Regions from separate parts of the Mus musculus genome. Here regions 1, 2, 3, 5 and 6 are each linked to region 4. The links are chromatin contacts, called in public promoter capture Hi-C maps. All regions are on one chromosome and are shown on one strand. Each heading gives the region's core, a stretch centred on a gene start, on an enhancer-like site or on the middle of the called end of the contact. The rest is flanking DNA. Distances are from core to core; before and after follow the strand shown.

The links. Promoter capture Hi-C pulls out the DNA fragments that hold promoters and counts their contacts. Capture Hi-C pulls out chosen DNA fragments and counts their contacts.
Region 1: a promoter capture Hi-C map of liver shows a contact between it and region 4, with 2.9 times the contacts expected there. The contact joins the promoter of Rnf44 here to the promoter of Txndc15 in region 4. A contact is called at or near these places in 2 of 39 promoter capture datasets (cranial neural crest and pre-B cells), 3 of 484 Hi-C or Micro-C datasets (B cells, CD4 T cells and CD8 T cells), 2 of 115 datasets of contacts at active chromatin or transcription factors (bone marrow-derived dendritic cells and thymic regulatory T cells) and 2 of 9 other capture datasets (adipose tissue and liver).
Region 2: a promoter capture Hi-C map of adipose tissue shows a contact between it and region 4. The contact joins the promoter of Nop16 here to the promoter of Txndc15 in region 4. A contact is called at or near these places in 3 of 39 promoter capture datasets (cranial neural crest, pre-B cells and second pharyngeal arch cranial neural crest), 1 of 484 Hi-C or Micro-C datasets (B cells), 3 of 115 datasets of contacts at active chromatin or transcription factors (bone marrow-derived dendritic cells, extraembryonic endoderm stem cells and microglia) and 2 of 9 other capture datasets (adipose tissue and liver).
Region 3: a promoter capture Hi-C map of liver shows a contact between it and region 4. The contact joins the promoter of 4833439L19Rik here to the promoter of Txndc15 in region 4. A contact is called at or near these places in 5 of 39 promoter capture datasets (cranial neural crest, embryonic stem cells, hematopoietic stem and progenitor cells and 2 more), 2 of 115 datasets of contacts at active chromatin or transcription factors (bone marrow-derived dendritic cells and extraembryonic endoderm stem cells) and 1 of 9 other capture datasets (liver).
Region 5: a contact with region 4 is called in a promoter capture Hi-C map of liver, with 7 times the contacts expected there. The contact joins the promoter of Cltb here to the promoter of Txndc15 in region 4. A contact is called at or near these places in 5 of 39 promoter capture datasets (the C10 cell line, liver, maxillary cranial neural crest and 2 more), 1 of 484 Hi-C or Micro-C datasets (CD4 T cells) and 2 of 9 other capture datasets (adipose tissue and liver).
Region 6: a promoter capture Hi-C map of liver shows a contact between it and region 4, with 4 times the contacts expected there. The contact joins the promoter of Simc1 here to the promoter of Txndc15 in region 4. A contact is called at or near these places in 1 of 39 promoter capture datasets (pre-B cells), 1 of 484 Hi-C or Micro-C datasets (B cells) and 1 of 9 other capture datasets (liver).

What each region holds. Positions count from the first base shown.
Region 1 is chr13:54,685,449-54,689,409 of GRCm38.p6, reverse strand. Rnf44 (ring finger protein 44) reads left to right here and starts at 1,602. Exons shown (of 11, transcript NM_001146026.1): 1 at 1,602-1,916.
Region 2 is chr13:54,587,817-54,591,682 of GRCm38.p6, reverse strand. Nop16 (NOP16 nucleolar protein) reads left to right here and starts at 1,609. Exons shown (of 5, transcript NM_178605.4): 1 at 1,609-1,822; 2 at 1,912-2,020; 3 at 3,016-3,085. The coding sequence starts at 1,716. Higd2a (HIG1 domain family, member 2A) reads right to left here and starts at 1,452. Exons shown (of 2, transcript NM_025933.3): 1 at 1,264-1,452; 2 at 536-959. The coding sequence starts at 1,417. The coding sequence ends at 793.
Region 3 is chr13:54,563,741-54,567,959 of GRCm38.p6, reverse strand. It overlaps 4833439L19Rik (RIKEN cDNA 4833439L19 gene), which reads left to right and starts at 2,578. Exons shown (of 9, transcript NM_133797.4): 1 at 2,578-2,778; 2 at 3,339-3,445; 3 at 3,688-3,775. The coding sequence starts at 3,748.
Region 4 is chr13:55,712,441-55,716,732 of GRCm38.p6, reverse strand. It overlaps Txndc15 (thioredoxin domain containing 15), which reads right to left and starts at 2,083. Exons shown (of 5, transcript NM_175150.3): 1 at 1,889-2,083. The coding sequence starts at 1,955.
Region 5 is chr13:54,610,107-54,614,355 of GRCm38.p6, reverse strand. It overlaps Cltb (clathrin, light polypeptide (Lcb)), which reads left to right and starts at 2,983. Exons shown (of 6, transcript NM_001347512.1): 1 at 2,983-3,278. The coding sequence starts at 3,092.
Region 6 is chr13:54,501,056-54,505,227 of GRCm38.p6, reverse strand. Simc1 (SUMO-interacting motifs containing 1) reads right to left here and starts at 1,423. Exons shown (of 10, transcript NM_176987.4): 1 at 1,224-1,423. The coding sequence starts at 1,352. It overlaps LOC115486438 (a long non-coding RNA gene), which reads left to right and starts at 914. Exons shown (of 3, transcript NR_168901.1): 1 at 914-1,459.

The sequences.
Region 1 (3,961 bases), core at 353-2,852, 1.0 Mb after region 4:
TAACTAGTGCTCTTAATCGCTGAGCCATCTCTCCAGCCCTCTGTCTAGAATTTTTAAAAGCAAATACACAGTTACCAAATTAAAAAAATTTAAACTAGGAGTGGTGGTATAATGCCTGTAATCTCAGCACTTGGGAAGAGGATCAAGAGTTGAGGCTGCCTGAGATAGAGGAGATTATGTTTATAAGCACACAAAAACAATAGTAATACAAAGAAAAATTTAAAAATCTGCCCTCCTTGCTGGGCAGTGGTGGCATAATCCCAGCACTTGGGAGGCAGAGGCAGGTGGATTTCTGAGGCCAGCCAGGGCTATACAGAGAAACCCTGTCTCAAAAAACAAATCTGCCCTCCTGAACAGGTGCACCCTAATGAGAATTCCTGTGTCTTTTCCCAAATCACTTCCCACTGTATGCTGATACAATATTCAGTTGAAATTGATAATATTGTTACACCTTGTTAGTAAATTGGTTTGTTTTTTAAATATTTGGGATTATGGGATGCATCCACAAAGTACAGAGTGTCACCCATCTGTAGCCACAGAGGTTTAACAAATGTTGCCATTTTCTACTGACATCCTGTTCTGGGTTGGTGGACTCTGTAGTAGTCCAGTTACTACAGACCGGCCTAGTAGACATGAGTGCTTTAGGTAATGGTGATGTTCTGCTTATATAATCGATGCAGACACACCATACCCCACTTTGTATGTTTGCCTGGCCGGGGGGGGGGGGGGCATCCTAAGGGGACACCGACGTCTGCCCCCTCTCTCGCCTCAGCTGTGTTACTATCTGGGTGTGTGATATTTTTGTTGCTTGTATTTTGAAGACAAGGTCTCTGTAGCTATGTAGACCAGGCTGTTCTCGAACTATTGATCCGCCGGTCCTGGAGGAGTGACTCTTCTTTCCGGTACAGTGGCTTGCTTGTCCTGATCCCTAGGCTCTCAGTCGTTGAGAAGCTTAGAGAACTAAACTGCAGAAACCTCCCTGGGCCTGGTTCAGGAGATCCCAACTCTTCCCACTTCAGCTGAACTAGAGCCTCTCCACCCCTTTTCCCGGGCCGCGCTAGGGGCGGGGTGCCGAGATGTTTCTGTGACGTCAGCACGCGCAAGACCAATCCCCCTACCCAGGAGACGTTAAATCATTTGCATGGCTCCTCAGTCATTGGTCTCTTCAGCCCTGGGTTGTCCCAGCTGTTTAAAGGCGCCGTCTAACGGAACAGAAAGCGAGCGAGTAGAGAGGCGAGGTGAGCTATGAGGTCATCGCAGGCCTGCCGGGCTTGTGGTGACGTCATCTCCGGGAAGTGTGCTTGCCGAGCTAAGAGCGGTCCTCTCACCTCGGCTGCGTGAGAGGCTGCGTGCCCCACAGAGGCCGCGGCCCTAAGAAGGTAACCTTGACCTGTTAGTGCGTGCCACGGTCCCCGTACCTGGGCTCGCACCGCTCATCACCTGCGACTCGGCCTTGTGGGCTTTGAAGTATGAGGTGGGGGCGAAGAGGCTTTTTTAGCCAGCCTTTCAAGATGGCGACCCGCTAGTCACGTGCCGCCCGCAGGACGCGATTGGCCGACGCGCGGCGCGGGGCGGGGCCTGCGGGGCGGGGCCTGCGGGGCGGGGCGGGTGTCCGCTCTTGCCGCTACTGTTTGCTTGCGCGTCCTGGCGCGCCCCCGCGAGCCGCCTCCCGCGCTGCGCGCCCCCGCCGATCCGAATGTTGTGAATCAAAACGTGGGGCTGGTTCCATCCGGCCGCCGCGGACAGTTCTTAAAGGGCCAGCCCGCCGGAGAGCACAGCTGCGTCCTGCGCCGCCCTTCTCTCGGGCCCGGGCTGGGGAGGCGGAAGACAGAGCAGGCTCGCGAAGGAGCGGGCGCTTCACCGTCCGCACCCCGCATCGCGAACAAAGGAGCCCGCGTGTGGTCGGACGGCTGCCGGTGAGTCGGGCCGGGCCTCTTAACTTCGGACCCGCACCCCGGAACTACGGCTCCCTCGGGGACGCGTTGTTTGCCGGCCTCGTAGGCGTCGATCCCGGGCTGAGGGAGTGGTGGGAGACGGCGGCGGGGCCCCCGGGCCAGGTGCTGCCTGCGGCTACCTAGTCCGGGCCGCTCTTCTGCCTTGCAGAGCGCTGCGGTGGAGGGGAAGGAGCCAACCCCTCCCCCTGCAGCCGCCACTTCCTTTGTTGTTGCTTTTGTCTCACGCCGAGCACATGGTCCGGGATCCTCGGCTCTTAAAGTCACAGCGCTCTAGCCCCAGCGGTGCTGCCTGCCTTTTCCCCTCAGTGTTCCTCCGAGTGCGGCATTACGGAGTAAGGGGAACAACGGAGGCCCCTCCTGAGACAGGTGTACGAGCTTCGGTCCCATCCCCAAGGAGGGGTAGCTTTGGAAAACTGCTGGAGCCCCACGGCCTGCTTTGGGGAGGAGCCTTATCCTCTGGGACTTTGTTTTCCTTCCCCATAATGTGAACACCTAGTTTCTTGTCTGTGGCTTTTTTAGGGGCGCCCTGGGGAGATTTCAGTCTCTATTGTTAATAAGGCTTAGCCGAAACTAAAGGGGTTCTTTAACCAAGGTCACCCAGGGAGTCTAAGCTGGCCAAGGTGTGGTGGTTCCGCCCTAAATCGCCTCCTCGGCCTTTGTGGGAGTTGGGAAGCTCCTACTTAGAGGGAGGTACGGCGAGCATGTAGGGTAGGGGAACTTGTATTCCCACCTAAGCCTGCTCGTCTGCTAGAGGGAGTGAATCTTTCTGCAAACCGACCCTATTCGACTCTACTCAAGGGTTAGAATGTGTGCTTGGGACTCTGTACTTGGCTGGCGGGGTTGTGGACCCATGGGGACAAGAGATAGACTTAGGGGAGTTTACACAAACTTTATGGATAGAGAGCAGTACAGTGAAGAGAGGTGTGGGAAAGCAGTGGTGCTGGTTGACCTTGAGTGTGTTGATTGGTCCAGCTCAGTCACTCTTGCGTCTCTGGGACACTACTCACGCATAAAGATACTACATCTCACACGTGGCTCCTGAAGTACTCTGTAGTTTTCCCTCCGACCACTGTCATTGAGACTACTGGGGCTTTGGGTCTAGGGAACCAGCCAGGAGGACCAATTGTGTTCCCCGTGGTCTAGAACAAGTCCTTGGGGTTTCAGTAACTGAAATGGGTGTGTCCCCTCTTTACCACTTTAGTTTCTGGCAGGAGTTAAAGAACCACCTTTCTGTTCCTCAGGTACACTGCTGGACACCATGCTCGTGCCTCCTTTAGCGCTTAGGGACTTGTGTCTACCTAGGGTAGGGGTGCAGGAGGAGGCCAACCATTCACACCACAGCTGGCCTTCACTTAAGGCTGCCTCTTCTCTTCCCTTTAAAGTAGCCTTTGATGGGTCCCTGAGAGATCGTTCTTAGGTTCCCATTTTTACAGAGGAGGAATCTGAAGTTCAAGGAGAGGAAGTGATGGGCCTAAGACCCTGGCAAGAAGTTGGGGGTGATGCTGTTACCTTTGGCTCCATTGCTTCCCACTAGATGTCCTTCTGTCTGCTGGGTTGGGATAGGCCAGGCATCTTGTTTCAGGTATTTGAGTTTTCCCTGACCTGGAATCTCAAAAGTGGGGGCCTATGTGTCAGGGTATCTTGGAGAGAAGGCCCATTTTCTGACTGAGGAGGGAGAGCAAATGCAGTTGGGTTGTGTGTGTGTGTGTGTGTGTGTCCATCCATCCATCCATTCCTGTATGCTTTAGCCTCATTTCAGAGACTAAGATTTGGGGGGAGTGATTATAACCTCCCATTGTTTACTCTGACAACACCCTGTCATTGAGGCTTCTTCAGTTGAATCCCACTCCTGCTGAGTGCCTGAGCCGGTCAGTAACAGCAGTGAATCCAGCTGGTATACCCCAGGTCTGTGGCTGAGGCCAGGCACTGTTGGGGAATGTGGAGGAAGCATTCTTCCCTGCAGACTTGGAGAATTGGGGCCCAAACTTGGCGAGTCCTGGGTAGAG
Region 2 (3,866 bases), core at 360-2,859, 1.1 Mb after region 4:
TGACAGTGCCGAGGAAAGTTTGGATAGCACTAGGCTCTATGTTCCTCTTTCACAACTGGAGAATAAACCTCCGGCCTCACAATCACTATGTACTGTACTGCTGAGCTGTACCCTCAGGCCATTTTAAATGATACAGAGTCTAAGTTACTCTACTGAGTGATCTTGCATTTTTTTTTTTTTCCGAGACAGGGTTTCGAGACAGGCTCTGTATAGCCCTGGCTGTCCTGGAACTCACTCTGTAGACTAGGCTGGCCTCAAACTCAGAAACCCACCTGCCTCTGCCTCCCAAGCGCTGGGATTAAAGGCATGTGCCACCACTGCCCGGTGATCTTGAACTCTTGAAGTCATGTGCAGTCAGGCAAGATTCTTTCTTCTCCCTCAACCTTCAGAACAGTTAAGGCAATAGGCATGCACTGTCAGACCTAGCTGATTTTTAAAGGCCAGTCCTACTGACAGCCTGTTCCCTCTTAAAAATTTAAAGGAAAAATCATGGTTTTGATCGTAGGAATGAGATTAAGAAATAGTTCATCACATACAAGTGTAATAAGCTTTTATTAAGTAATTAAGGGGACGCATCACAAATAGAAGCATGCAACCCAACTGAAATGAACCTGGGATTTTGGGAGCGGGAGGGGGCAGCGGTGGAAGCGCAAATCAGTTACAAAATCGGCCACTTCCTCACCCAAATGACAATAAGGTCCGGTCTGAAACGGAGGGAGCAAGTCTGACAGGGATGTCTGTTGTTCCTGGGTTTTGTAATGGTTTCCATGGCGCTTTAAGACCCGGCTATACTCAGGCTTGAGACTTCATAGCAGATGCCGCTAACCCCAACAAGATGGCTACGACCGTGAAACCCTGTGCAGCGATCCGGGTGCGCATCATGAGTTGGGATCGGTGGCTCTGGCCGCGGTGGAAGCAGTAAAGGCCATAGGTGAGGGCAGCCGCCGTCCCCAGACAGCCTGGGGAGAGGACAACACACGCGGGAGGCAACAGGTCGGGTCCTGCAGGTCCCTTAAGGATGTAGCCCGTCCCAGCTTTCCCAGAGCCACAACAGGAGGGCAGTTCTACAGTCTGCTTCATCTAGTCCCAAGCCCCGCAATGCATTCCGATTCGTTTCAGTCACCCCCCACCCCGCACCGTCATTTCGTCACACCTCTGGTCCGCTCCCCTTCCCAAACCCCAGGCTTACTTGATCCACCCCTATTTCCTTTCCCTACGAAACCGCTGTCCTCTCGGTCTTCCGTTCCTACAGCACACACTTACCTATAGGCACCATTGGGTTCTCACGGGTCTTGCGAATAAACTTTTCCTTAAAGCCCTCTGGGTTGGAGTAGACCGTGGGGCTGAAGCCCTCGATAACTGGGGGCTTGGACGGATCAAAAGGCGCCTCTGGACTCACAGGACCGGGAGCCGCCATACCCACCAGCACAGAAATAGGTAGGACACAAATCCGGACACCGGACCCCGCCTTCTGATGAGGTCACTACGGGGCGGGGAAATAGCTTGCTGAGTGTAGCACGCAGGCGCCATTGCCCGTTGCTTTCTGGGAGTTGTAGTAAGTGAATGTGGAGGCACTAACTACTAAAACTACATTTCCCAAGAATCCTTGCGCGCACGGGTGGACGGAGACTATTAACACGCGGCTCTGAGAGCGTGGTTCTTGAGTTTGAGCTGCTGTTTCAAGGGTTTGAGCTGCTGTTGGGGCAGTTAGCGAGATGCCCAAGGCTAAGGGAAAGACTCGGAGGCAGAAGTTCGGTTACAACGTCAACCGAAAGCGTCTGAACCGGAATGCTCGTCGGAAGGCAGCGCCACGGATTGAGTGGTGAGGGGCCAGTTTGGAGGCGGGGGCCTGGGCTGGGATCTAAGGTGAGGTGACAGAATCTCGATTTCTCTCTCTCTCTTTGATGTTAGTTCCCACATACGACATGCCTGGGACCACACCAAATCCGTGCGGCAGAACCTGGCGGAGATGGGGTTGGCCATGGACCCCAACAAGGCGGTTCCCCTCCGTAAGAAGAAGGTACTGATAACGCAAAGCACTTTCCCCATCTCCACACTAGCCGCTTCCTATTTTCCTTCCCACCTGACGTTCCTTCACTGAGCAGAGTTTCAGAATTTGTTCTCTCTCTCTCTCTCTCTCTCTCTCTCTCTCACACACACACACACACACTTACTTCCCATATTTGTGATAAAGTCATTTTGCTTGCACTAATTCTGGTCAAAGACCTTTAACGACCTCCTTTATTCACGCCCCCTCCTCTGCTTACCATTTCTTCTCAGGTCAGTGGAATTTTCTAGAATGTATCTTTTTCTGTCCCCCAGAGCTTGAGGGGTTTTTTTTGTTTTGTTGTTTTTTCGTTTTTCGAGACAGGGTTTTTCTGTATAGCCCTGGCTGTGCTGGAACTTACTTTGTAGACCAGGCTGGCCTCGAACTCAGAAATCTGCCTGCCTCTGCCTCCCAAGTGCTGGGATTAAAGGCGTGCACCAACACCCCCCGGCTTACCCCAAGAGTTTTTTTTTTTTTTTTTTTTTTTTTAGTAAAATTATAACTAAGCACTGGCAGGTAAGTCCTCCCCATGAAGAAGCTATCGGACATGGCTCCCTGTAACTTATAAAGCGCTCTTCATGCACATGGTTTTTGTGGTGCTACTACACAGCAGAGTAAGGAAAGCATAGATATAGGCAGAAAGATGAATTGCTTGTTAAAAATATTACTGTGGGTGTCATATGCAACTGTATGAACATATCATGTGTGGTGTGACATGTGAGTGTGAGCATTAACATACCATGTGTGGTGTGACATGTGAGTGTGAGCATGAGCATACTGTGTGTGGTATGACATGTGAGTGTGAGCATGAACATACCGTGTGTGGTGTGATCTGGTTCTAGTGACTTTGGGCAAGGATTTTCTGATACAAGACATAGTTGTGTTTCCATAGGGAATGTCCTTCCCTAACGTTGGTCAAACTCTGACCAAAGGTGCTTGTCTGTTGGTCTCAAACCTGTTCTTTACAGGTAAAGGCCATGGAGGTAGACACGGAGGAGCGACCCCGGGATCTTGTACGGAAGCCCTATGTGGTAAATGGTGAGTGTGGGCTGTGTTCTTCTACCGTCCTGTCCTCTCTCATGTAGAAAGGGCACTCTGACTCTTCACTCTACAGCCAGAGAGCCCAAGATTCAAAGAGAGAGAAACGAAGAAGTCCAGGGTTCACAAGTAGTACTGTGCCCTGGCTGAGTTGTTTTCCAGCTAATATTGATGAGATTTCAATGGATGAACTAAGGTAGTAGACGCTCATACAAGCTAGAACTGGGTGTCTGAAAGGACGAAGAAGAAGGTCTCAGGCTTGTGCCCAGTTTCTCATGACTCGAGAGCTTGGCCTGTCATTTAGTCTGTCCAGTGATACATTTACTCCCCATGTGTTCCTGCTGTAGAGAGAGGCACACACCCTGCAGGAAAGAGAATATTCTTTGTTTGTTTGTTTGTTTGTTTGTTTGTTTCAAGACAGGGTTTCTCTGTGTAGCCCTGGCTGTCCTGGAACTCACTCTGTAGACCAGGCTGTCCTCGAACAGAAATCCTCCTGCCTCTGTCTCCCAAGTGCTGGGATTAAAGGTTTGCGCCACCACACCGGGCTGAGAATATTCTTGAATCCTTGCCTAACCTTTTCCCTACCTGTTGTAGGTTTATTGTGTGTGTGTATTTTTTTTAATTAATTTATTTTTATTGTATGCATATGGAGTACACTGTAGCGTGTTCAGACACACCAGAAGGGGGCATCGGATCCCATTACAGAGGGTTGTGAGCCACCACCTGATTGCTGGGAATTGAACTCAGGCCCTCTGGAAGAGCAGTCAGTGCTCTTAACTGC
Region 3 (4,219 bases), core at 1,329-3,828, 1.1 Mb after region 4:
GTCTGACATGGACAGGAGTGTATGATCAAGCCTGTGTGTCCCAGCACAAGTAGCCCTGCACTCCCACATTTGTCCCCCACCCCCAGGAGGTTATGTAGCCTGAGTTGCCAGGCTAAACTTCCTCACCCTATGTACTGGCTGGCTTTGTATGTCAACTTGACACAAGCTGGAGTTATCACAGAGAAAGGAGCTTCCCTTGAGGAAATGCCTCCATGAGATCCAGCTATAAGGCATTTTCTCAATTAGTGATCAAGGCTGGGAGGGCCCAGCCCATTGGGGGTGGTGCCATCCCTGGGCTGGTAGTTCTGGGTTCTGTAAAAAAGCAAACTGAGCAAGCCAGGGGAAGCAAGCCAGCAAGCACCCCTCCATGGCCTCTGCATCACCTCCTGCCTCCAGATTCCTGCCCTGTGTGAGTTCCTGTCCTGACTTCCTTTGGTGACGAACAGTAATGTGGATGTGTCAGCTGAATAAACCCTCTCCTCCCAACTTGCTTCTTGGTCATGATGTTTTGTGCAGGAATAGAAACCCTGACTAAGACAGCCATTATAAGGTCATGTCCAGCCGCACAGTAGCACCTGGAATCCTTCCTCATGGTAATGAGGTATCCCTAGCACCCTGGCCCTGGCCAATGATGTTCACTCACCCTGAAAGCCTCCATCCCCTCGAAGGTTTAAATAGCGTTTATTCCCTCCATTAAATGAGCTGCCTCACTGAAGCTCTCTCCTAAGAGTCCGTTCTCAATGTGCTCACTGCCACCTGAGGTCTCTTGCTCCTGGTTGTCCTGCCTCGGTTTCTCTCTCAGGATCTACCAGTTGCAATAGTAGCCAATCACATGTACTCACATACATAAAATAAATAAATAAATCTTAAAACAAGATATTTTCAAAATATTTCATTTGTTTTTAAAAAAAGACATTTTAACCTTATAAAAGATTTGTTTTTTAAATGTGTGTGTGTTTGTTTGTCTTTTTTTTTTTTAAAGAATTTATTTATTTCATGTATGTGAATACACTGTCACTGTCTTCAGACACAACAGAAGAGGGCATCAGATCCCATTACAGATGGTTGTGAGCCACCATGTGGTTGCTGGGAATTGAACTCAGGACCTCTAGGAACAGTAGTCAGTCCTTTTAACCACTGAGCCATCTCTCCAGCCCTGTGTTTGTTTTGCTTGCATAGATGTGTGCCTGTCTGTCATTCACATGCTGAGGCTGTAAAAGGGCATTGGACCCCTTGGATGAAGAGTGATAAGCAGCTGTGAGCTGTCCTATGGGTGCTGGAAATTGAATCTGGGTCCTTTGGAACGGCAGCCAGTGTTCTCCATTGAGGAGCCTTCACTTCCGTCCCCATGTTTAACCTTTTATGTGAGAATTGATCTGCACCCTTTCCTCCCAGGAGCAGTAAAGTAAAAACACTGGGAATACTTTTTCAAGTGTCACACTGCAAATCAAGTGTGTTATTCACAAATGAAGTATACAGCTTACAGAAGACATGAATTCCTGGCCCAGTCTTGGTCCTAACAGAATGCAAGCAAAGTCAAATGTATTCCCATCTTTTAACACCCTCCGATTCTTCCTGAGCGGACAGTGAACCTTGGACTTGGAGCAGAGTTGAGTGTGGGTGTTTTCAGCTTTCTCTCATGGAGCAGAGCAGGGAAGTGTTTTTGAGACCTCTGAGTGGCTACCTCTCCAGGTCCACTTTTCTCATAGTTATTATCCATTTCCGGGGAGGCGGATGCTCCTGTATTTAGTCCTGTACTAGTGTGGAGCCCGCCTGACTCCACTGCTAATTAAAGGGAGAAAGATTAACTATCAGATCCTCTCTGTGTGTGGGAGGTATGGTAGTGGTTCTTAACCTGTGGGTCACGACCCACGAAGGCGCCTACCTGGCTTCATGGTTCATTGAACTGTGCCCTTCCCCCCAGCCTTGAGCAGGCAGAATCAGACTTTGTTTCTGCCACAGTTGGCTAGCCCACCTAGGGTGGAGTCTTCCAATCTAGGTAAAGTCTATTGTGTGCCACATCTGCAGCTTCCTGCAAGAAGCCACCACCTGCTAACAGGCTGCCTGAGCTTGCTTTCCTGATAAAGCAATGAGAGTCTGGCAAAGTGGGGGATGGGTCTCCCCCCTTTAAATTCAAGTATGTGGGAATGGGAGACCGACTGCGGTGTCCTTGGGAGCCAGAAGAGGGCAGCAGACCCTGGGAGCTGTACTACAAGAGGTTGTGAGATACCAAACCTGGGTGCTGGGAACAAACCCAGGTCATCTGCAAGTGCAGTAATTACTGTTTTAACTGAACCATCTCCAGCCATCAATCTTCATTCTTTCCCCCCTTCTCATCCTCAGCCCCCACCACACTCCTTGATTCAGGCAATGCTCCTGCCTCAGCCTCCAAGTGCCACAATTCTGTAATCAAGTAAAAAGCGCAGAGGAAGTGCTGGAAACAGGTGACCTCCTTTCTGGGAACCCCGTGGAATTCCCTTTTAGAGTTCAACCTACAGGGAGGTGTTCCGGTGGTGGTGGGTACGGAGGCACGCTCAGATCTCGGACTACAACTCCCAGCATGCCCCGCGGATCTTCGAGTCAGGTCTCGCGCGACCTGCGACAGTCTCGGGGTGGTTTGGGGGTTCGGTTGCCGGCCGGCGACTGTCCTCCGTAGGGGAGCGTTCGTCGCGCTCTCACGATGGCTCTGCTCTGTTCAGCCCAGCAGCCTCTTGGGCCATCTGGAGCCTCGGAGCCTCTTTAGTGCGGGAAGTCGGGCCGCAGGCGGCGGGCGAGCAGGTAACCGACCGCGGCCTGGCGGAGCTGGGGGCAGCCTGAGTTCCGGGGCGCCGCGGCCTGGGGGGCCTGGAGGGGGGCTCTGTTCCACCCTAGCGGGGCTCGAGGGACACCAGAAAGACCCGCACAGTGAGCCTCGGAGCATCTGCTCGCTGCGAACCAGCCGGCTTCGCCTTGAGGGGTGGGACCGTGGGAAGGTCGGGATTGGCTTTACACATCTCAGAGGCTTTGTTTTGCACCTCCTGCGAGAGAGTCGTGGGCTTGGGGTCGCTAAGGGAGAGGGAAAGGGCGTGTGTCTGGCTTGCGGATGTCCCTAGGACCGCAGTGAACTTGAACAAAAATCTGGACCAATAATGCCTGCTGTGCAGCGCCGCGGGTTTGTTTTCAAGACAAGGGTTGTGTGAGAATGCGATGACTTTTAGTGATGCCGAGTTGGTCTTCTATGCTGGCATAGCTCATTTCTGCCAAGGGGAAAGGCTGCTATGTAATCCGGCTGGGGAGTGGTCGGATGTTCGGTGGACTTAGGGGCGCTGTACCAACCTTGCTTGTTTATTGTTACTTAGAGCCTCTGGATGGACCCTTCCTCAGAAGCTTCGCTAATTTGCAGAAGCTGGGCAATGCTCCTCATTAACATCTGTCTGTCTGCATAGTCCGGCGTCATTTCACTGTGGTAAGGTGTCTGTCTAAACTGAGGTTTGGCTTTCTCCTCTCGGGTGTTCAGAGGAGCCAGCCATAGGATACTGGCAAACTAGTGGACTTTATCCTTCCGGGGGTGTGTTTGTCACTCATTGGTTCTAGCGTGTGTATGTGTCAACCTTACTTACCAGCCATAAGTCTCTGCGTGTCTGTCAGAGCACTGGAATGACCCTCTGCTGTGCAACATAAGAAAATGCCCTATGTTATTTTTATTAGGTGGAAGGGACTCAGCTCCGAATTACGTATAGAAAAAAACACCTGGATCCCTGTCTTTCAATGGCTTCAAGACAACCAGAAGTGCCTGGTAAACTTAAGTTCTTATTGGTTAAGTCTGTACCCCCACCCACATCCCCCAGAGAGCTTATTTTCTCAGAATCCTTAGTACTGATCTTCTTTAGTATTAGGTCATCACCTTCTCAGCCGTGGTATACACCCTGACCTTGGCTTACAGCCTCTTGCCATAAGTGTCTTTTGTGAAGAGTAAACACTTTTTGTTTGTTTTTCCAGAGACAGGGTTTCTCCGTGTGGTTCTGGCTGTCCTGAAACTCTGTATTTAGACCAGGCTGTCCTTGAATTCACAGAGATCTTACCACCTCTACCTCCCAAGTGCTGTCTTTAAAGGCGAAATCATAAGTGAAGTTCAGAGTTGCTGCTAAATCTACATCTACTGTTTTTTTTTTTTTGAGACAGAGTCTCCCTTTGTAGACTTGGCTGTCCTGGAATTCACAGAGATCCTCCTGCCTCTGCC
Region 4 (4,292 bases), core at 834-3,333:
GTTGTTCACTCTCATTCCTAGGTCCCTGGGCAGCACCCCTAAAACCAGATGCTAGTCCCTCAATAGTAGCTGGGGGTGTGAGGGAGGGGGAAGCCTTGTATTTTCAGCCACTCTGAGGAGGAACCAGCTGTGAAGGTTCCTTTATGCCCAGGCTATAGCCTAACCACGTGACCAATACCCTAGTCAGTCTGTGGTATCTTCAGGGTCTGTACGAATGTGTGAAGGAATAGTGCATTTTGCAAGGAGTTCACAATGACTACTAACTCTGGGAAATCTGAGTATTTAGTGAGGAACTATTAATGTATGCACTGAATGTAGAGAAACTAAAAACCTAATATTGTTCTGTTTCTTTTGTCTGCTACAGGCTTTGAACTCCCCAGCCTTCTGCCTCCACCTACGCTGGGGTAAGATCACAGGCCTGTGCCACCACATCTGGTGGCAGCTGCTGAACCCGTCTAGAACCTTCAGACAGCTAGCACAGGCCAAAGGGAGCAGTTTCCCAGCCTTGCTGCTTTCTGGTCAGGAACACCACAGGCCTGTAATAAACACTGATGGAGGGTGCCGAGACTTATTACAACACTCTGACCCCATTCTCTGCTTGTTCCAGTGCCTTCTTTTTGAGAAAGAAGTCTAGAGAGCCAACTATTCCATATATCATCTTTTTTTTTTTTTTTTTTTTTTTTTTGGTTTTTCGAGACAGGGTTTCTCTGTACAGCCCCGGCTGTCCTGGAACTCACTTTGTAGACCAGGCTGGCCTCGAACTCAGAAATCCGACTGCCTCTGCCTCCCAAATGCTGGGATTAAAGGTGTGCACCACCACTGCCCCACTTACATCTTCATTTTAAAGGCTAGTGATTAAATAGATTGAAAATTTCAATTTTTGGCTGTGAGATCTGACAGACACTGGCTTCCATCTCAGGCCCTCATCTATGGCTGCATAATATTGAAAGAGGATTTAGGTCCTGAGTCTCAGTTCCAGGTTGGGCATCCCTAAATGGAAACAGCCCTAGGCAGGCAGGAGGATTGGGGGGAGGGGGGGTCGGTCTGAGCTGTCTCAAAACAAAGGACAATAGCAACAAAAAATGTTTGATGTAAATCAGGCAGTGGTGGAATTTAATCCCAGCACTCGGGAGGCAGAGACAAGCAGATCTCTTGATCTCTGGCCTACAGAGTAATTTCTAGGACAGCCAGGTTCCAGAGAGAAACATTGTCTCAAAAAAATACTAACTAATCAACTAAAAATAAATAAATGAATCCAAAAGAAAAGAAAGAAAGAAATGGTCTTTTAATAGGAGTGGATAAAAGAGCCATGAACTAAGAAGGCCTCTCTCTGCTCCCCACTCTAGCACAGAGTGGCTCCTTTACCCACTTAAAGGGGTCCCCACATAAACACGGGCCCCAGGAATCTGATGTTGGTTTTTGGTGTTTTCTTCAGACAGATCCCAACTAATCTAGAGTGGCCACTTTCAAACAGTGGCCCAGCAAGAGCGAACTCCAGCGTGAACTTTGAAGTCGGAGAGACCTCAGGCTCTGATATTACTACTAAGTGCGAACAGGCAAATAGCTTATTCCCTCCGAGCCTCCTCGTCTCCAGCCTGTGAAATGAAGGTATTAACGGAAGCAGTCTCCCGCGGCGGCTGGAAGGACTGGAGGAGATCTGAGCTCTGGGATTCTAATCAGGACACAACAAAAGTCAGGTGTCTGCGTTTGACGGCTGATCATAAAGTGCGCATCGCAGAGGGTATCGGGCCAGGCCCGCCGAGGGGCCTGGGCAGGCTCGGCCTCCGCCGCCCAGCACCCCCACCGCCACGCACCGTCCCGCACCGCCCGCGGGTGGCAGCGCGTCGCCCCACGCAGCCGCCTTCGCCGGACCCCGATCCGCACTCACCCTCCAGGCCGTGGGCCGGAAGGCCCAGCACCCACAGCAGGACTTGCCACCAGCAGAGGAGTTGCATGGCGCGCGACAGGGAGCCGCGGCGACAGCCACCGCGGTGGAAGAAAATCGGCGCACCGGCAACCGGAGTCGCACCCCCCGCCCCAGGGAGACTACGGGGAGGAGAGCCCAGAGCGCAGGCGTGGCCGCGGGCCGCCATCTTGACTCCTGGCCGACGCTGCAGACGCCATCTTGGAGTCGGGCGGTCGGCCTCTAGCCAGGCCTGTGCGACCTGTACTGGAAGCCGCTTTTGGGGAACAAGTATCAAAGTAGGATTCGAGCAGCCATCAATAGCCATTCCCATGAGAACTCCTCGCTGCTTGCGACACGTACTGAACCTGTGTGCGGAGTTAATACCTTTCATTTCAAGAGACAAAAAGGCCAAGAAACTTGTGCACAATGGAGGAGGGACAGAACCTTGGGAAATCACAGATAGTCTGATGTATTACTTCAGCATGTTGCACTAGCTTGTGTTGCCAGACAGAGGATAGATCCAGTTAAATTTGAACTTCGCGGGCTGGTGAGATGGCTCAGTGGGTAAGAGCACCCGACTGCTCTTCCGAAGGTCCGAAGACTGAAGTTTTAAAAAAAAAAAAAAAATTTGAACTTCGCATAACTGCTGTATGTGTGTATGTAACTGTCTATCCTATAATTTGCTACTTCTGGCAAATTGGTTGGTTGGTTTTAACACTGGGACTCCTAAGATAATGACACTTAGGGGGGCTGGAGAGATGGCTCAGCAGTTAAGAGCAATGACTGCTCTTCAAGAGGTCCTGAATTCAAATCCCAGCAACCACATGGTGGCTCACAACCATCCATAATGAGATCTGATGCCCTCTTCTGGCAGGAGAATTACTGTGGGTTCCAAGCCAGTCTGGGCTACATCATGAATTCCAGAACTGGCCTGGGCTTCAGAATGAGACCTTGTCTCAAAAATGAGAGGTGGGAAAAGGAAGGAGAAAAGAGTGGAGGGGAAGGGAGTTGAAGAGATGAGAGCAGAAAGGGGGAGGGGAGAGGGGAAGATAACTTTGAGATTAAGAGTACATACTGCTCTCGAAGAAGGCCAAGGGTTATGAACCAAAGGTCTTGGCAATCTGAGTCAAGACGCTGTAATACTTAGTAACTTAGTAGCTGGGTACTAGTCCACTGTCACTCAAACTCCAAAGCATGTGCCTCTAACCTGAGTACTTAAGTCCTGTAAGTGTCTGGCATTTAAAGCTCAGAGCCTGAGCCTGGAGGAGTGACTCACTCATTAAGAACACAGGACCAGGGTTTGATCTCCAGCACCCACATGGCAGCTCACAGCCTTCTTCACCTCCAGCTCCTAGGATCCAGTACTGCCTCCATCAGTACCATACTGTGCACACATATATACAAGCAAGCAAAGCACCCAGAAACATAAAATGTAAATAATTTTTATTTAAATAAAAAATTTTAATAAAAGTTTAATTTTTACTACAATCTTGACAAAATGGGAAATTACGGTCATCTGAGGAGGGAACCTCAACTGAGAAAATGCCTCCATATGGTGGGGCTGTAGGAAACCTACAGAGCATTTTCCTAATTAGTGACTGATGTGGGAGGGTCAGCCCATTGTAGGTGGGGCCACCCAGGCATGTTGATTCTGGGTTCTATAAGAAAACAGGCTGAGCAAACCATAAAGAGCAAGCTAGTGGGCTGGAGAGATGGCTCAGCGGTTAGGAACACTAACTGCTCTTCCGAAGGCCGAGTTCAAACCCCAGCAACCACATGGTGGCTCACAACCATCTGTAATGAGATCTGGTGCCCTCTTCTGGAGTGTCTAAAGATGTCTACTTACATATAATAAGTAAGTCTTTTTTTAAAAAAGTAAATAAATCTTAATCTCAGCACTCTGGAGGCAGAGGCAGGAGGATCTCAGGGTTACAGGCCCAACCTGGTCTATATACAGGGTCCAGACCATCTAGGGAGAGATAGTGAAATTGTCTCAAAAATAAAGAGTAACTGGGCGGTGGTGGCGCACGCCTTTAATCCCAGCACTTGGGAGGCAGAGGCAGAGGCAGGCAGATTTCTGAGTTCGGCCTGGTCTACAAAGTGAGCTCTGGGACAGCCAGGGCTACACAGAGAAACCCTGTCTCGAAAAACCAAATAATAATAATAATAATAATAATAATAATAATAATAATAATAATAAAATAAAGAGTAAGGCTCCCTGTCACTACCAGCCTGTGCCAGCTCTCTTGAGAAACAAGGGGCATCTCGCTAAGCTCTTCGCAAATGCATGATTCATAGGATTTGTTTCTAGTTACGGTGTTTTCAGGTTTATTTTTTAAATGGATTTATGTGGGTTTGCATGTACTTAAATGCACCACAGGCATGT
Region 5 (4,249 bases), core at 1,734-4,233, 1.1 Mb after region 4:
ATCTTTAAATTAAAGAAATTATTTATGTGTGTGTGTGCCTGTCCGTATGTGTACCATGTGCATGCAATGCCCATAGAGACCAGAAAAGGACATTGGATCTCCTGAAACTGGAGTTGTGAGCCACCTGATGTGGATGCTGCGAGCTGATCCTGGGTCATCTGAGAAAGCAGTGAGTGCTCTTAACTGCTGAGCCATCTCTCTTGCCCAAATACACAGCTCTTTTAAAAACAAAAATGGCGGGGATGAAGAAAGCACTCCCTAGTAACAGAAAGCAGAGTGCTGCTGTCCTGGGAGTGAGCTGAAACAGAAGCTGACTGCGAAAGGGCACAGGCAGCCTTTCAGGTGATAGTGTGCCTCCTTTCTTCGTTGAGCTAGAGTGCTAGAAGGTGCTGCTCAGGCTGCTGGGGTGGAAAAGACATCAACAGCATCCTTGTCCGCATCTTTCATGTGATAATATTAACCTGCTAGGCATCCCACTGAGGTTGGAAAGATAGAGAACATGCTACTCTTGTAGACAACTGACAGCCTGCAGTAACTCTAGCTACAATGTATCTAGATACATAGTATCTTATATACCTTTAGCCTCTGTAGGTACCTGGACATATACACACTCACCCATACCCATACACCTATACATACATATGTGTAACTTTAAAAAATAATTTTAAAAAACCATGCATGAAGCAGAATCATATGGATTCTGTGAGTTTGAGGCCAGCCTGGTCTACATAGCAGGCTCAAGGCCAGACAGTTGTGTAGTGAGACTGACTCAAAAACCTAAAGTTCTCACTGGTGTAGCAGTGGCATGAACATTACAGGGGTAACCTCACTGTGCGTCACTGTGATGGCCTGCTCATTCCTTCAGGCAGTGTTAATTGAACTCAGTGGGTTACTAACACAAAAAAACTGGAGAGGATGGGGGGCGGGGGCACTGGTGAGATGGCTCAGCAGGTAAGAACATTGACTGCTCTTCTGAAGGTACGGAGTTAAAATCCCAGCAACCACATGGTGGCTCACAACCACCAGTAATGAAATCTGATGCCCTCTTCTGGTGCATCTGAAGACAGCTACATTGTACCTATGTATAATAATAAATAAATCAGCCGGGCTTGGTGGCGCATGCCTTTGATCCCAGCACTCGGGAGGCAGAGGCAGGCGGATTTCTGAGTTCGAGGCCAGCCTGGTCTACAAAGTGAGTGCCAGGACAGCCAAGGCTACACAGAGAAACCCTGTCTCGAAAAACCAAAATAAATAAATAAATCTGCTGGGCAGGGCAGTGGTGGCCCATGCCTTTAATCCCAGGACTTGGGAGGCAGAGGCAGGCAGATTTCTGATTTCGAGGCCAGCCTGGTCTACAGAGTGAGTTCCAGGACAGTCAGAGCTACACAGAGAAACCCTGTCTCGGAAAACCAAAAAACTGAGTGAACAGAGTTGACTGGAGAGGGAGCAGAGGTCCTAAACCAATTCAATTCTGAAAAACCACATGAAGGCTCACAGCCATTTGCACAGCTACAGTGTCCTCACATAAATATATAAATAAATAAAAAAATTTCAAGTGGGGGAGGGGAACTGTTAGGGAGGGGATACCTGGGAGGCGTGAGATATGTGAGGGGGGAGCATATGCTCAAAATGCATTACTTGTTTGTATAAAATGACAAAGAGGGCTGTAGAGATGGCTCAGTGGTTAAGAGCACTGACTGCTCTTCCAGAGGTTCTGAGTTCAATTCCCAGCAACCACATGGTGGCTCACAACCATCTGTGATGTGATCTTGGTGCCTTCTTCTGTCCTACAGGCATATATGCAGGCAGAACACTGTATACATAATATATATATATGTATATGTATATATATATATATATATATATACACATATACACACACACACACACACACACACACACACACATATATACATATATATATATATATAAATTGACAAAGACTAAAAGAGAGGTACTCACCTGGCAGTGGTGGTGCTCGCCTTTAATCCCAGCATCCTAGAGGCAGAGACATGTGGATCTTTATGAATTTGAGGCCGGCCTTATCTACAGAGTGAGCTCCAGGATCAGCCAGGGATACATGGAGAAACCCTGTCTTGAAAAACAAAAACACAACCAAAAAAGATACTGTATTTTTGAAAAAGGTCTCCGGGTAGTGGTGGCGCATGCCTTTAATCCCAGCACTTGGGAGGCAGAGGCTGTTAGATTTCAGAGTTCGAGGCCAGCCTCGTCTTCAGAGTGAGTTCCAGGACAGCCAGGGCTATACAGAAAAACAGTCTCGAAATACAAAAAAAAAAAAAAAAAAAAAAAAAAATCACTACTTTGAAGCCAGCCTCAGCTATACAAGAATTTGAGGTCAAACAGGCTACTAAAAAACAAAACAACAACAACAAAAACCGCGAAAGTAATTGCAATGTGCAATGCGAGTTTGGCATACAATCTGCTGTCACAATACGTATATTAATTACCAAAGAAAAAAGCAGGCTCCACCTGTACTGTACTGAGTAATCAACGGGAACCTAACCAATAATGGGACAAACTGACCCTCTGCTCTAAGAACTAGAGAAAGAGCTCAAATTGAAAGACAAAACAATCAGCCAGTTAGTTGCCTTAAGGAACATCAATGTCACCAGACAGGGAGAAAGAGGAACAGTCCCTGATTTCAGGGGCTCATCACACAGATAGGGCGGCGGGATGCTTTACTCAGTCCTGAGAGAACAAGGCTCTGCTGTGCGCGCCTGGCACTCAAGCCTTTCCCAGCCTCAGCTCCCTCCTCCTACGCAGGAAGAGTACTCTTGTATCACGCAGCTCACAAAATCAGCTCTGGGAGAAACTTTTCGGTTCAATGCACCCGGTGCCAGCCCAGTGCTGCTGGCACGCTCTGGAGCCGAAGGTGGGCTTCGGGGGCTCGAACCGAGGGCGGGGCGACCACCCAGCCCCGCGGGCCCCGCCCTCGGCCGCTGACGTCACCGCATTCCCGCCGCGACTCCTCCCGCCGCCGCTGCAGCCGCAGTGACAGGCAAGCCGGGCGGGTGACGGGAAGTGCGGGCCGCGGGCGCGGGCGGGAGGTGACAGCAGCCACGCGGGGAAGATGGCTGAGGACTTCGGCTTCTTCTCATCGTCGGAGAGCGGGGCCCCGGAGGCCGCCGAGGAGGACCCAGCGGCCGCCTTCCTGGCCCAGCAGGAAAGCGAGATTGCTGGCATCGAGAATGACCCGGGTTTCGGGGCACCTGCCGCCAGCCAGGTGGCCTCTGCGCAGCCGGGACTCGCGAGCGGGGGTGAGTCAGCGCAGCGGCCTGGAACCGGGGAGGCTGAGGCCACCACCGGGGGCGGGAGGCCCAGTCTCGGTCAGACCCGGCCTGGGTCCCTGCTGTACTCTGAGTCCGGCTATCCAGGGTGACCAAGGGTACCTCGGGGGGCTGTGTGTATCCGTGAGGCCTGGGAAAAGAGGAAGGAGCCGGGAGATGAGTTGGAATCTGCGCTGAGACTGGATCTGCTGACTCTGGGGACAGGAATTTAGTCATGACATTTCATCCCCAGGCCAGCTTCTCCACCCTGGCTCTGGAACCCTCCCCCTGCTCAGTTCTGAGACTGTCCCAGTGTCCTAGCTAAGTGATACAGGTGTGGGACGGACACGTCCTCCTGACGTTAGCGTTAGCGTTCCTTTCTGCAGGGAAGCAGGGGGCGCTCAGAGAACTCGCAGCTCATCCTTTGGGGATCACCTGCAGTCCTGCAGCAGTGCGGGAGACAATGTTAATTACATATAATAATTTCATACACGTTACTGAACCCATTTTAGAACTGGCTTCAAAGGGTACACTATTAAAACAACTAGGAAGTAGCAATAAAGAATTCAACCCCTTCTTTCGGATGCTGAATTCTTCCTGTCCAGACCTCACAGTCCTTCATGGGCCCGACTGTAAGTCTAGGCAGGGGCACAAATGGCCAAGAGCTGTGCCCTTCCTGTTTGTAACTGTTTGTTTAGTGGATTTACAAAGGTGGCCCGGACCTCTGCGTGTGGCTTCAGACATAAGGGTTCAGGACCTTTTTCCTGCATTGTTATGTTTATCATTGATACTTCTGCCCCAAGGAACAATTTCTTATAAATATATTTAAATATTTAGTACAAATATGGACCTTCATGGTGACCCTCCTAGTAGACCTTGTTATTTTTTGGTGTCATGTTAAAGAGGTTTAATGGTCCTGTTGGAAATAAATATTGTATGTATACATTCATCTTTCTTTCCTT
Region 6 (4,172 bases), core at 174-2,673, 1.2 Mb after region 4:
GACCTCAATCGAAAATGTATAGCCTAAGATCCAGCTGTAAACAAGTCTGTAGGGCATTTCCTCAACTAGTGATTGCAGTGGGAAGACCCAGCCTATTGTGGGTGGAGCCACCCCGGGCTAGTGGTCCTGGTTTCTGTGAGAAAGCAGGTTAAGCAAGCCAGAGGTGGCAAGCCGGTAAAGAAAGCATCGCTTCACCATACGGCCTCTGCACAACCTCTACTTCCAAATTCCTGCCCTGCTTGAATTCTTGTCCTGACTTCTTTAGTATGAACAGCGAAGTGTAAACTAAACCAATTTCTCTCCAAGTTGCTTTGGGTCATGGTGTTTCATCACAGCAACAGTAATCCTAAGACACCTACCTTTGGGTGTAGGAAGACTTCCCAAAGGCAACTTAGAATGAATGAGCACTCAAAATGTGATTTACACGCTTATAGAGTAGCTGACATTGATTTAGGACACATATTAGGAAGAACAGAGAAGGATCCCTTGATTTTTGAAGCCACAGCATGTAGATCATGGTAGGGGTCAGGTCACTAAATTTCTGTGGAGAGTTCTAGAAAGCCAGAGACCACAGATATTTTTATTCCATCACTTCAGGAGCAGGGACAAAGATAAAGAACCGAAGGAAAAACAAAGGTGGGAGTGCCCCGCCCCCTGGCTTTGTATGTGATTCGCATCTGCAAAGCAAAATTAACTGTCCTTCTCCACAACTCAAAAATCGGGGCCCTAGCTCAAGAACTAGGCCCTGCAGCGCAGCCGCCACCATGCCAAGGGCGGCGCTTCCCTCGCTCGCAGCCGGGGCTCCTGTTACCTCCTTGCACACATCTGTGCCCATCATAAGCCAAACAATTACGCGCTCCCGCGCGCCCGCCTCGAGGTCCGGGTGGCGGCTGCGGCCTGGCCAGGACCCCCCACTCCTCCCGCTGCCAAAGCTCTGGAGCCAGCTCGGGCCGGAGGCCACCGCCGGCCACCGCTTGGCAGCTCGCACTGGTGCTCAGTGTGTCGCCCATGTGCTCGGCCGGCTCCGCAGCACAACCCTGTAGGGCTCAGCGCTGGCCAGCCCGAGGCCTGCCTTGCCAGCGGCGCCACCGAGCTCCTCGAGGCCCGAGGCCGCCAAAGGCGGGAAGACACGGCGGCGGGGAGCCAGGGTCGCAACGCTGAGGCCCCGAGGGGGCGACGCTCGGCTCCCGTCGGGCGTGGCGAGCGGCAGTGGATTCACTCACCACGGTTCGGCGGGGCAGCGCGCCGGGGGTCCGAGACAGGGCCCGGCGCAGCCTCCGCGCCCTGCCCGAGCGGGTCCCGGCCGAGCTCTCGGAGCCACTGTCGTCGGAGATCACGATAAAGTCCTCCATGGCTACGGGCCCGGCGGAGCCACGCGCGAGCGGCGAGCGGCCCCGGCGACTCCGACTCCGGTTCCAGCTGCTGAAGCGACTGCAGCGAAGGCGTCGCAGACACCGGGGTTAGTACCCCGCCGGCCCCGCCCCCTCCATTGCCCCGCCCCCACCGCGCCCCGCCTCCAGAGGACCGGTCCCGCTCGGAGCCCCGCCTATCTCGGGGGCAGCCGCGCGCCCGGGTCAGGGCAGTGTCACAGAACCCTGGAGGAGCCAGGCTCCCTTTCCCTCAGAGAAGGAGAGAGAGGGAAGAGAGGGAAAGGGAGGGATAGAACCGAGGGGCTGGGCCGCATGGTCGGCGGGCTTGAAAAACGCTGAGGTTGAGAGGTTGTCCGCCGCCGCTCTCAACCGATCACAGTGGGCAGTGCTGGTGACGAGCCCCTGGCTGCAGGTGTGAGGACTGGAGTGAGCTGATGGAGCCTCTGATAGCGCATTTAATTGACCCGGTAGTGGAGCCTGCACCTGGCAGAAGGAGCAGTGACGCCTTCGGGTTAAAGAAGCCCTGAGGGGCTGAAAAGGGTAACCTGAACCTAGGGTTTTATTGACTGGGGCTTCTGGCTGAGATAAGGGAGAGATACCCACTCTTGTGTGTGCAGGTAAATCCGTGGGATAAATTCCCAGAAGCAGGTTTATTGGATCAAATCTATGTTTTTATTGTTATTTTGACAAATGGTACCAAATTGTCTTAAGTTGTGCCGATTTGCGGTTTCACCAACAATACGTGTCGCAGGAATTTAAACTGTCAGATGTAAGAGTTTGTTGAGTTTCTAGTTGACAGAAACCACTGAAAAGGCACATACAGAGAGCTATGAGGTCCCAGAGTGCCCGTATACTCCAATGCTGTGAGCAAGCAGAAAATATAGGGATAAAATTGTATCCCCATCAGAGGGAAATATGGGTAAGTAGTGAATTCTTTGGTTGTTTTGTTGAAGGGTAGGGACATTAAATCAAAATAGGGCCCATGGCTATTTTAAAAATGTGCAATACTGACAAAACCCTGCTGCTTATGCTCAAGTAACTTCAAAAAATAGAATAATAAAATGTCTTTAACAAAAAGGGGGGAGTTCCTAGAGGCAAAGCTGTTGTGTGCTGTCTAAGCAGCGTGTGATGCAGTGTTTTCTAATCTTTAGTGAACTTCTGAATCAGCCAGAGAGTGTATAATAAAGTTTGCAGGACTACACACCAGTGTTTCTGACTGAGAAACTGAGTTTTGGGAGTGAGCCCCAAATTGGTATTTCTCTCAGGTTTCTAGGTGATATTGACATTGCTTAGAGTCTGGTGAACACACTTGAAGGTTCACTGCTCTGAGTCAGGCATCACGGTGCTTGCCTTGAATCCTAGCTCTTGAAAGGCCAAGGTCAGCCAGGGTGAGAGAAAGGGAGAGGAAGGAGGAGGAAAAGGAGGAGGGGAGAGGGAAAGGGGAGGGAAGGGAAGGAGAGAGATCACTGGCCTGTTGGGCAAATAGCTTGACCACAGGTTTCAGATGTTTTGGTCCAGTGGGTGAATTGTTATAAAGGGATACAGTAAAGTAAGTTTCCTGTAGTGCTATCAAGCATCCATCTCAACACACACACACACAACACACACACACACACACACACACACACACACACACGGAATCTAATCTAGGACTCCATACAGGCTAAGCTATACCCCTGTCTCTTTGACTGTGGTTTTTCTAATCAGTTATCTCTAGCGTCTAACTGCCTCTTGTTCCTCCACTCAGCCCTTAAATCTTTATTTTTTTTTCTTAGTCCTTTGGTTTTTTTTTTAAGCTTTTATTAGATTTTTAAATATTATTTTATACAAATGAGTGTTTTACTTGCATGTATGTTTGTGCACCACACAGATGCCTGGTGCCTTCAGAGTTCAGAAGAGGGCATTGAATCTCCTGGATTTGAAGTTATAGGTGGATGTGAGCCACGTGGGCACTGGGCACTGAACCTAGGTCCTTTGGAAGAACAAGTTCTCTTAACCACTGAACCATTTCTTCAGCTCCCAGTCCTTATATCTCCATGCCCCTCAGCGTTTCGCCATGGGCCGTTCCACTCTTTACTTTCCCTTCATATAGTCTCAAGTACTCTGAGGCTTCTGTGACCATCTTTGATGTTCTCCCCACCCGACACGTTTATTTCCAGACCAGCCCTGTCCTGTCCAGTCCTTAAAGTTCCATTTACACATCTCCAAATGGATATTCATGTTTCTAGGCATCTATCTACAACTAAACTCACCTCTGTTCTCCCCACCAAAAACTATCTTCTTTCAAAACCAAAACTGAAACCCAGGCTGCTCTCTTTCAGTATTCTCTAGTGTACCTGAGTGGCAAGCTTATCAGCCAGCAATTATTCAAATGAGCAAGCTGCTTGGTTCCTGCTTCAAGTCTTTTACCTCCTGCCATTCACTTCCTTTGGATTCTGCTGCTGTGACTCTGGCTAAATTACTGTCACCTCAGGCCCAATCTTCTGAAATGGCATGTCTTTCCACTCCTTTTTGTTCACTAGCCAAATTGGTCTTTAGGAAAGTGTGTAAACGCAGCTGGTATCACATTCTTGACGTTCCAGCACTGGGGAAGTGGAGACAGGAGAATGCAGGCTTTGAGGCTAGTTTGGGCCCCACAGCAAGAACCCTGTCTCAAACAAACAAACAAACAAACAAACAAAAGTATGTATGCATCCTTTTTCCTTAGGTCTCTTAACCTTGTAGTCAGCACCATGTGCTGGAATAAAACACTGCAGACTGTGTGGTTTAAACAACAGACATTTATTTCTCCAAGACTTAGAG